Linked DNA regions of Mus musculus: region 1 is linked to region 2. The links are chromatin contacts, called in public HiChIP or PLAC-seq maps. All regions are on one chromosome and are shown on one strand. Each heading gives the region's core, a stretch centred on a gene start, on an enhancer-like site or on the middle of the called end of the contact. The rest is flanking DNA. Distances are from core to core; before and after follow the strand shown.

Region 1 (3,819 bases), core at 1,033-3,532, 120 kb after region 2:
TTCAAGGCCAGCCCTAGTCTACAGAGAAAGTTACAGAATAGCCAGGTTTACACAAAGAAACCCAGCTTCCAGGAAAAAAGGAAGGAAGGAAGGAAGGAAGGAAGGAAGGAAGGAAGGAAGGAAGGAGACAAAGAAAGATAGAAAGACAAAAAGCAGCTATCATCCCAGAAGGAAACCCTTCAAAGGGCTTCTCCAAGAGTCCTGGAGAGGTCCCAGCAGAAGCAGGACAAGGGACAGGCTACCACTGACTCTCCTGTCCTTCCCTTTGCTTCTTCAGGTTTAAGGACAGAGGACTCACGACTCCTGCTCCCTGGATCACTGCTGCAGACCATGAGTCGACTCTGACTTGACATTGTGCATCAAAGCCCTCATCCTGGACCATGGTCATCTCTGTGGATCACACCACTGTGTGGTGACGACCGCTCAGAGGAAGCCTCTAGGCATGGGAACATGTCAGAGCCTCCTGGCACACCTGATGCCCTTGAATCAGCCTGTCACTAGGTCCTACAGGAAGTCAAGATGCTAGCCTGTGTCCTGTCTTCTCTACAGCTTCAAATGAGCCTTCATTATTAAGGTAGTAAAAGAGAGGAGGAAGAAGAAGAGGAGGAGGAGGAGGAGGAGGAGGGAGGAGAGGAGGAAGAAGAGGGTGAGGAAGAAGAGAAGGAAGAGGAGGAGGAGGAGGAGGAAAACAACTAGAAATCAGCTGGGTATGGTCAAGCATACTTGCAATTCCCCATGCTTAAGAGATGGAGACACAAAAACCAAGTTCAAAGCCAGCCTGGGCTATGTATGAAGCAAAACACAAAAATAAACTAAACTAAAAATTATCCAAACAAGCCAAATAATTGGGTATGTGTGGGGGAGCGAGTGCCAGAAATCACCGCTGTAATGCATTGTGGTTTCTCACGGTATATTTTTGTGTGTGCTGTATGCATGCACTTATGTGAGTGTGTATATGTATTTGTGTGCAAGCACATGGAGGCCCTGTGTTGACGTCAGGTATTTTCCTTAGTCACTCTCTGCCTTACTGTTTTTCAGACTTATTATTTTTATTTATCTGTTTGTATCTATGTGTGGGTTTGTGCATGTACCTACAATGGCTGTGGAGGCCAGATAAAGGACCTTAGATCCCTTGGAACTGGCAGAGGTGAGCCACTCAAGTGGGTGCCAGGAACCAGACTTTGGTCCTTTGCAAGAATACACACATTCTGAAGTCTCTTTTTTCCCCCTCTGAGACAGGGTCTCACTACGTAGACCAGGCTGGCCTGGAACTCAGAGATCCATTGGCCTCTGCTCCCTGAGTGCTGGGACTAAAGGTGCAAGCCACTACACCCGGCGGGCTCTTAGCTGTTAACTGCTGGTCCAGCCTCACAGCATCCTTTTGAGACAGGATCTCTTGACTGAACCCTGAGCTGGAGTTCCAGATATGCGGCCTTTTACATGGTGCTTGCAGGGCACCTCTGAACTGAGGCCTTCTTGCTGGCACGGCAAGTACTTCTACCCTGGGAGCCATCAACCCTGCACCGTCTCTTGGTATTCCCAGTGAGGAACATGACCAGAAAACGAAGGAATGGAAAAACAGCAAGAATGCACAAGCAACTTATAAAGAAAAACGAGCTTCATATTTATAATAATGAACAACGGCATGACAACATATTGCTGCCGAGCCAATGACATGAGTGGAATTTGTACCAATTCTATTTATATGAACACAACTATTCCAGAGTTGGCACAGTAAATAGGGTTTTTTTTTTGGTTTGTTTATTTTTAATAAATAGGGTCTTATGTAGCCTAGGCTAGCTTCCAACTCACTAGGTAGCCAAGGATGACCTTGAACTTCGGACCCTCTGGAGTGCTGGGTTACAAGTGTGTGCCGTCAGTCATGTCACACTTGGATGACGTGGTGCTAGGGATGGAACCCAGAGCTTGGTGTACACTAGGTGAATACTCTGACCACTGACCCAGAGCCCGGCCTTAAAACATGCTCTATCTGTCCTGCTCCTCACTGGTACCTCTGCCTACAGAAAAATGTACAGAAAACAGTCTGTTGCGCCTCTTAAGTAAACTGTAAAATTAGAGCGAAGGCCTACAAGATGGCTCAGTGGGTTAAGGCACTTGCCACTAAGCCTGACAGCCTGAGTCTGACCGGTACATAGACTCTGGGGTGTTCTCAGGGCCCATCTTGGTGCTCCCCTCCCCCACAGAGTAAAGAGCAATGTAAAATAAAAGATGTGAGCCTGCCCAGGAAGGTCGCTGTGATCCCAGCAGGGGGCACTGTTGCTGCCTCCTTCCTCAGGCTCTCACAATCCCTACGGATGCTGGCGGAGTTGAAGGGATGAAATGGAGGAGCCTGGAGTGAAGAGCACTGGCCTCTCTAGCAGAGAACCCCAGGGCAGCTCACAACCATCCAGCTGCAGAGCATCTGACACCCTGTGGCCACCAGGCACACACGCAGCGCAGAGGCACACACGCAGACAAGACACCCACGTAAAAGAAGCAGGTTGACTTACAAGACAGGTTTCTGCCGGGCAGAGCTGGCTGCCTGTCCGCTGGGAGTGTGCACCGGGGAGCTCAGGGGGCTGGGATCCGACACGGGCCCATGGCCCAGTGAGTCATGGGGGTCGTGCTCGAGGGTCAGCTGGAGCAGGCGGCTGGTCTCCTGGATCAGCAAGTCGATCTGGGGACAGGTGTGGACAGGTGAGTCTTCTGAGGTGGTGGCAGAGCTCAGGGCTGAGGCTTCTACTTCTAGCACCCCCTCCTGTCTGTCTGTGAGTCCGTGGCCCTACCTCGTCCAGCGGCACATTCCGGATGGGCGTGCCATTGATTTCCAAGATCCGGTCTCCAACGTGGATGGAATTCTTCACATCTGGGCTCATGCAGCCTGGGTCCACTCTGGGGATAAAGCGGTGGTTAGACTAGTTCCCCTCCAACCTGTCAACTTCCGCCCCAAGAGGAAAACTGAAAGCCAAGACCACCAGGTGTGTGTGTGACCTGAGGTGGAAATTGCAATATACTGTGGTTTTAGTTGTTACCTTTGACAAAAGATTTTACATGGGTGTTTTGCCTGCATGTATGTCTATATACCACATGCAGGCATGCCTGATGGCCACAAGGGTGTCTGGAGCTAGAAGGTTGTGAGCCACCACGTGGTTGCTGGGAACCCTGGTTCTCTGAAAGAGTAGCCTGTTGCTCTTAACTGCCGAGCCATCTCTCCAGCTCCAGTTTTATCTTACTATTAGCGTCTACTAACTACGTTCAACACCAGGCTTCGCTGCGCACCCTCATGCACTACAGAAGGCATCCGACCACACTTGCCCATCCCTCCTGTTCTCCGCCCACTTGCACGGCTCCCCTTACTCTTTGCTATTCTTCTTCTTCTTTGGTGACTTTTCCTTTGTTGGTGTGTGTGTGTGTGTGTGTGTGTGTGTGTGTGGCCCAATGTTTCATTACAGCTGCTCATAGCGGACAACACCGGAACTCCGGGATTACAGGCACAGGCACTGCTTGACTTAAAACATAATTGTTTTATATTCATTTATTTACTGTGTGAATATGTGTCTGTGTGTGCGCGCATGCGTGCAAATCAGAGGACTGTTGGTTTTTTCCTTCCACTGTGTGGGACCTGGGAATGGAACTTAATTTGTCAGGTTTGGTGGTAAGCATCTTTAGCTGACAGGCCATGTTGACAGCCCCTGTACTTTTTAAAAATGGGTTCTGGGGGAAGTGACCTCAGTTCCCCCTGCTTCTAGTATGTGGATACTCTGGGTCTGCACCCTCTGAACCGTGAGCTAAGAGCCATCTCTTCCCCACACAGGTTGT
Region 2 (3,781 bases), core at 19-2,518:
GATTAAAGCCAATTCCTAGTTCCACAACCGTCCAGGCCCCTGCCCATTTGTAGTCCAGAAGACAGGAGCGGGATCTCAGAGGCTGGATTGTGATTCCTCTACCCCTAAGGTGTTCCTCTGCAACGACCTTTCCAGGCTTTGGCCAGGATCGGGAGAAGGCACGCGTGGCAAAGCCCAGTGAGTCCAGGACAAACACACAGGCCCCTCCTGAGGATCCACGCGGGCTAGCCCTGGAGGCTCAGCCCTGCATCCTGCGTCGCCACTGCCCCTCCCTGGGGGGAGGGAAAAAAACTGCTGCCTCACCAGCTACCAGCGCCAGCTTGGGGGGGCAACCCTGCGGAAAGCCACCCTGCCTGGGCCTCCCCCTTACCCTATCCTCTGCCAAGCCAGGCTCTCCAATCAAGTTTTGCTAAGGGCACCAACCAGGCGACCCCAGGTGGCGGGGCGGGGGCCTCCGTGTCTCATCCCAGATGCCAGGTCTGAAGATGAGAGCTGATGGCCGCGCCCACCAGGCTGTGCCCCCACAGAGCCTGTGTGAGCCTTCCCCAAGAGCTCTGCAGCTTGTCCTGGATCCGCTCTTGGAAAGAGGACGCCAACAAAAACACCCGAATCCCAAGCTATGGATGTTTGCACCATCTGGACGTGCAATCCAGGGGCGCCCCCAACCCCAGCAGCGACCTGGGTTAAGGAAGTTGGGGTTCACCCCGCCCACGCCCACCAGCGGCAGCGACCCTGTCCGCTGTCCTTGCCCACGCGACGACAATGGCTTGGTGATAGCACCCCCTTTTCTTTCCAGGATAGGGTGCCGCCGCCCCCCGCGACTCTGCGTCCTTTGTTGCCCGCGCGCCCCCATCGCGCGCGTCCCCAGAGCGGCGCCTACCTTGGAGCTCCAGCAGCGACCAGGACCCGACACCCCTCGCCTCCTCTTGGTCCGCGCGTCCCGGGAACGAGGATGCTGCGCCGGTCTCCTCACGCCGATACACTAACCGGGTCTCCGCGCTCGGAGTCCGGGCCTCGCACAGGATCTACGTCCAGAAGGGGATAGAGGGAGGGGCCGATCCAGTAAGCCCGGCCGCTGCCTGCGCGCCCCGAGGCGGAGCCGAGCTGAGTCGAGCCGAGCGGGGCCGAGCCGGGAAGATCCGAGCCAAACGGGGCGGAGGCGAGAGAAACCGAGCAGAGCGGAGCCCGGTGGAGCCCTGCCAAGGTGAGCCGAGCCCAGCCGAGAGAAGCCGAGCGCCAGGAGAGCTCAGCGGCCAGAGAGCGAACAAAAGGGGCCGGCGTAGCGGCGGGCGCAGGAAGGCGGGGCCCGGAGCGCGGGGGGTGGGGGGGAGGTTGGGGGCGGTGCCCACAATCCTGGTCTCCGGGTTCTCAGGCAACAGTGACGCGCAAAGACTGGGGAGCGGGCGGGCAGAGAAGTCTTAGGAACCTGGTCTTCCCCATCAAGACCATCTACAGCTGACTTGAGCCTTGGAAATAGATTTCACTCACAGGCCCTTCAGCCCTACGCATTTATGTGTGTTCCAGTTTCTGTTTCAACCCTGCATTGCTTATGTAAATATTCCATATAAGGAGACTGAGACACTTAGGAACGTAAGGGGGCGGGGCTGGGATCTGGAAGGCTTTTCGCAAGGGTTGACTTAGGGACTGTGTTCAAAGAGGCGAGGAAGGGGAATGATGCAAATGACCAGAGAGCTTCAGGGGTACCACCTGACACCTGACACTAGGCAAACTGAGCGGGAGGACAAGCGGAGCTACACAGTGAGACTCTGTCTCAAAAAAATCCTTAAGGTCTCACTCAGCGTGGTGGTACGTTAACCTCTGGACCTCAGTTTCCCCATCTTTAAAGGAGGCAGGGTGTTTTTTAGTTCATCAGAACAAAAAGGTAGTTGTGCATTGATGCCAACAGTAGGCCAGCCCAGAGGAACTCTTGCAGTGAAGAGAGTCTGTGTGAGAAGAGCCAAATTCCTCAGAAGTGGACCGTATACAAAGTAAAGAGTGGGTTGTTCGAGAAAGAGCAAGTTTTACGTAGCTAGATGGACAGTTTCAGTGTTGAAATAGGACCTAAATCATGGCAGACTGGAACGAATCCACCTCTTAGGTTGGGTCCTGGCTTAGAGGTAGAGCACCTACCTAGGATAACCCCAGGGAGGGGCTGGGGGCGGGGCTCAGGGGTAGAGCCCCTGCTTAGCATTACTGAAGCCCCAGGTTCCATCCACTAACAGAAAAATGAAATAGCTGGCCATGGTAGCACCTGCCTTTAATCCCAGCACTTGAGACGCTGTAACAGACTGATCCGTATTAGTTTAAGCCCAGCCTGGTCTACATAGAGAGTTCCAGGCCAGACAGGGCTACATAGTCTCAAAAAGAAGGAAAATTAATACCACAGATAAAAGAGTTAAAGTTCACACTTCAACCATCAACCATAGTTCTCTGTCTGTAAACCCTTCAATGTGTGTCTTAGAAAGAAAGGATGAGGGCTGGAGAGATGGCTCAGTGGTCAAGGGCATACATTTCAGCTGGGTGTGGTGGTGCATGCCTTTAATTTCAGCAAGTTAGGGGCTGCACTCTGTAGCTTGAAGCCAGCCTGGTCTGCATAACAAGTTCCATGCCAGCCAAAAGTATACAGTGAAACCCTGTCTCAAAAAATAAAAGACTGGGGCTGGTGAGACGGCTCAGTGGGTAAGAGCACCCAACTGCTCTTCCGAAGGTCTGAAGTTCAAATCCCAGCAACCACATGGTGGCTCACAACCACCGGTAATGAGATTTGATGCCCTCTTCTGGTGCGTCTGAAGACAGCTACAGTGTACTTACATATAATTAATAAATAAACAAACAAATAAATAAATCTTAAAAAAAAAAAAAAAGACTGTACACTGCTCTTTCAGAATCCCGGTAGGAGGAAGAAAGATCCTAAGTTCAAGGCCAGCTTTGGCCACATGATAATTTGGAGGATGGCCCAGGCTACATGAGTCACCGGGACAAGGATTTGTCCCCATGTGAGCCACCTGAGCATTCTGTTGGTGCCCTCAGCAGGCAGACAGAAGGAACCCCCAACTGACATGCCCCCAGGTGGACCCCCAGCAAGAATCTCCCTGCTAAACATCTGCTTTGGGCTATTGGAATCAGCTCCAAGAGACCCAGCTGGCTGCTCATGGGTGGAACCTCAAAGGGTGACTGATCTTTGGCCCTAGCTGTTGGCAAGCTGGTTCTAGCTGAGGAATCCTCCCCTTACTGGGGGATTTCTGGCAGGTACTCGGTATCTCAACCACGCCCCAGCTTTCGCTGGGGAACTCTAGGCCAGCACTCTATCCATGTGCTACATCTCCAGCCCCTTATATTTATTTTTGAGACAGAGCCTGACATACCCAGTGCTAGCTTTGAGTTCCCTCTGGTCTAGTTCTAAAAACCCACTTGCCTTTGCCTTTCCAGTGCTGAGATTCCAGTCATGTGCCATCATGTCTGGTCCTAGCCCATAATTTTGATATTCTGTGTGTATGTGGAGACAGGAATGGAATTCAGGACTTCTGGAATGCTAACTAAGCATGAGCTTTGGCACTGAGTTCTCCCCCAGCCATCTTTCTGAGGATTTTTCTGTTTGTTTTTTGGTTTGTTTTGTTTTGTTTCGTTTTTATTTGTTTTTCCACACTGGGTTTCTCTGTGTAGTCCTGGTTGTCCTGGAACTCACTCTGTAGACCAAGCTGGCCTCGAACTCAGAGATCTGCCTGCCTCTGCCTTCCAAGTGCTGGGATTAAAGGCATCCCCAATAGCTGATATATTTTGT

The links. HiChIP or PLAC-seq counts read pairs in DNA pulled down with a chosen protein or histone mark.
Region 1: a contact with region 2 is called in an H3K4me3 HiChIP or PLAC-seq map of embryonic stem cells, with 5 times the contacts expected there. The contact joins the enhancer-like site here to the promoter of Clip2 in region 2. A contact is called at or near these places in 2 of 39 promoter capture datasets (both in liver), 3 of 484 Hi-C or Micro-C datasets (embryonic stem cells, natural killer cells and regulatory T cells), 5 of 115 datasets of contacts at active chromatin or transcription factors (embryonic stem cells, extraembryonic endoderm stem cells and pancreatic cancer cells) and 3 of 9 other capture datasets (adipose tissue, liver and pancreatic islet).

Annotation. Positions count from the first base shown.
Region 1 is chr5:134,666,404-134,670,222 of GRCm38.p6, forward strand. It overlaps Limk1 (LIM-domain containing, protein kinase), which reads right to left. Exons shown (of 16, transcript NM_010717.3): 6 at 2,787-2,892; 7 at 2,511-2,677. Among named protein-coding and RNA genes, the nearest start is that of Gm10369, 7.8 kb to the right of the region's middle. Within about 2 kb of position 2,283, at least 13 of the 459 cell types and tissues checked have an H3K27ac peak or open chromatin away from gene starts, as enhancers often do. A contact at or near this core is called in embryonic stem cells, where this site is marked.
Region 2 is chr5:134,551,166-134,554,946 of GRCm38.p6, forward strand. It overlaps Clip2 (CAP-GLY domain containing linker protein 2), which reads right to left and starts at 1,269. Exons shown (of 17, transcript NM_009990.3): 1 at 881-1,269.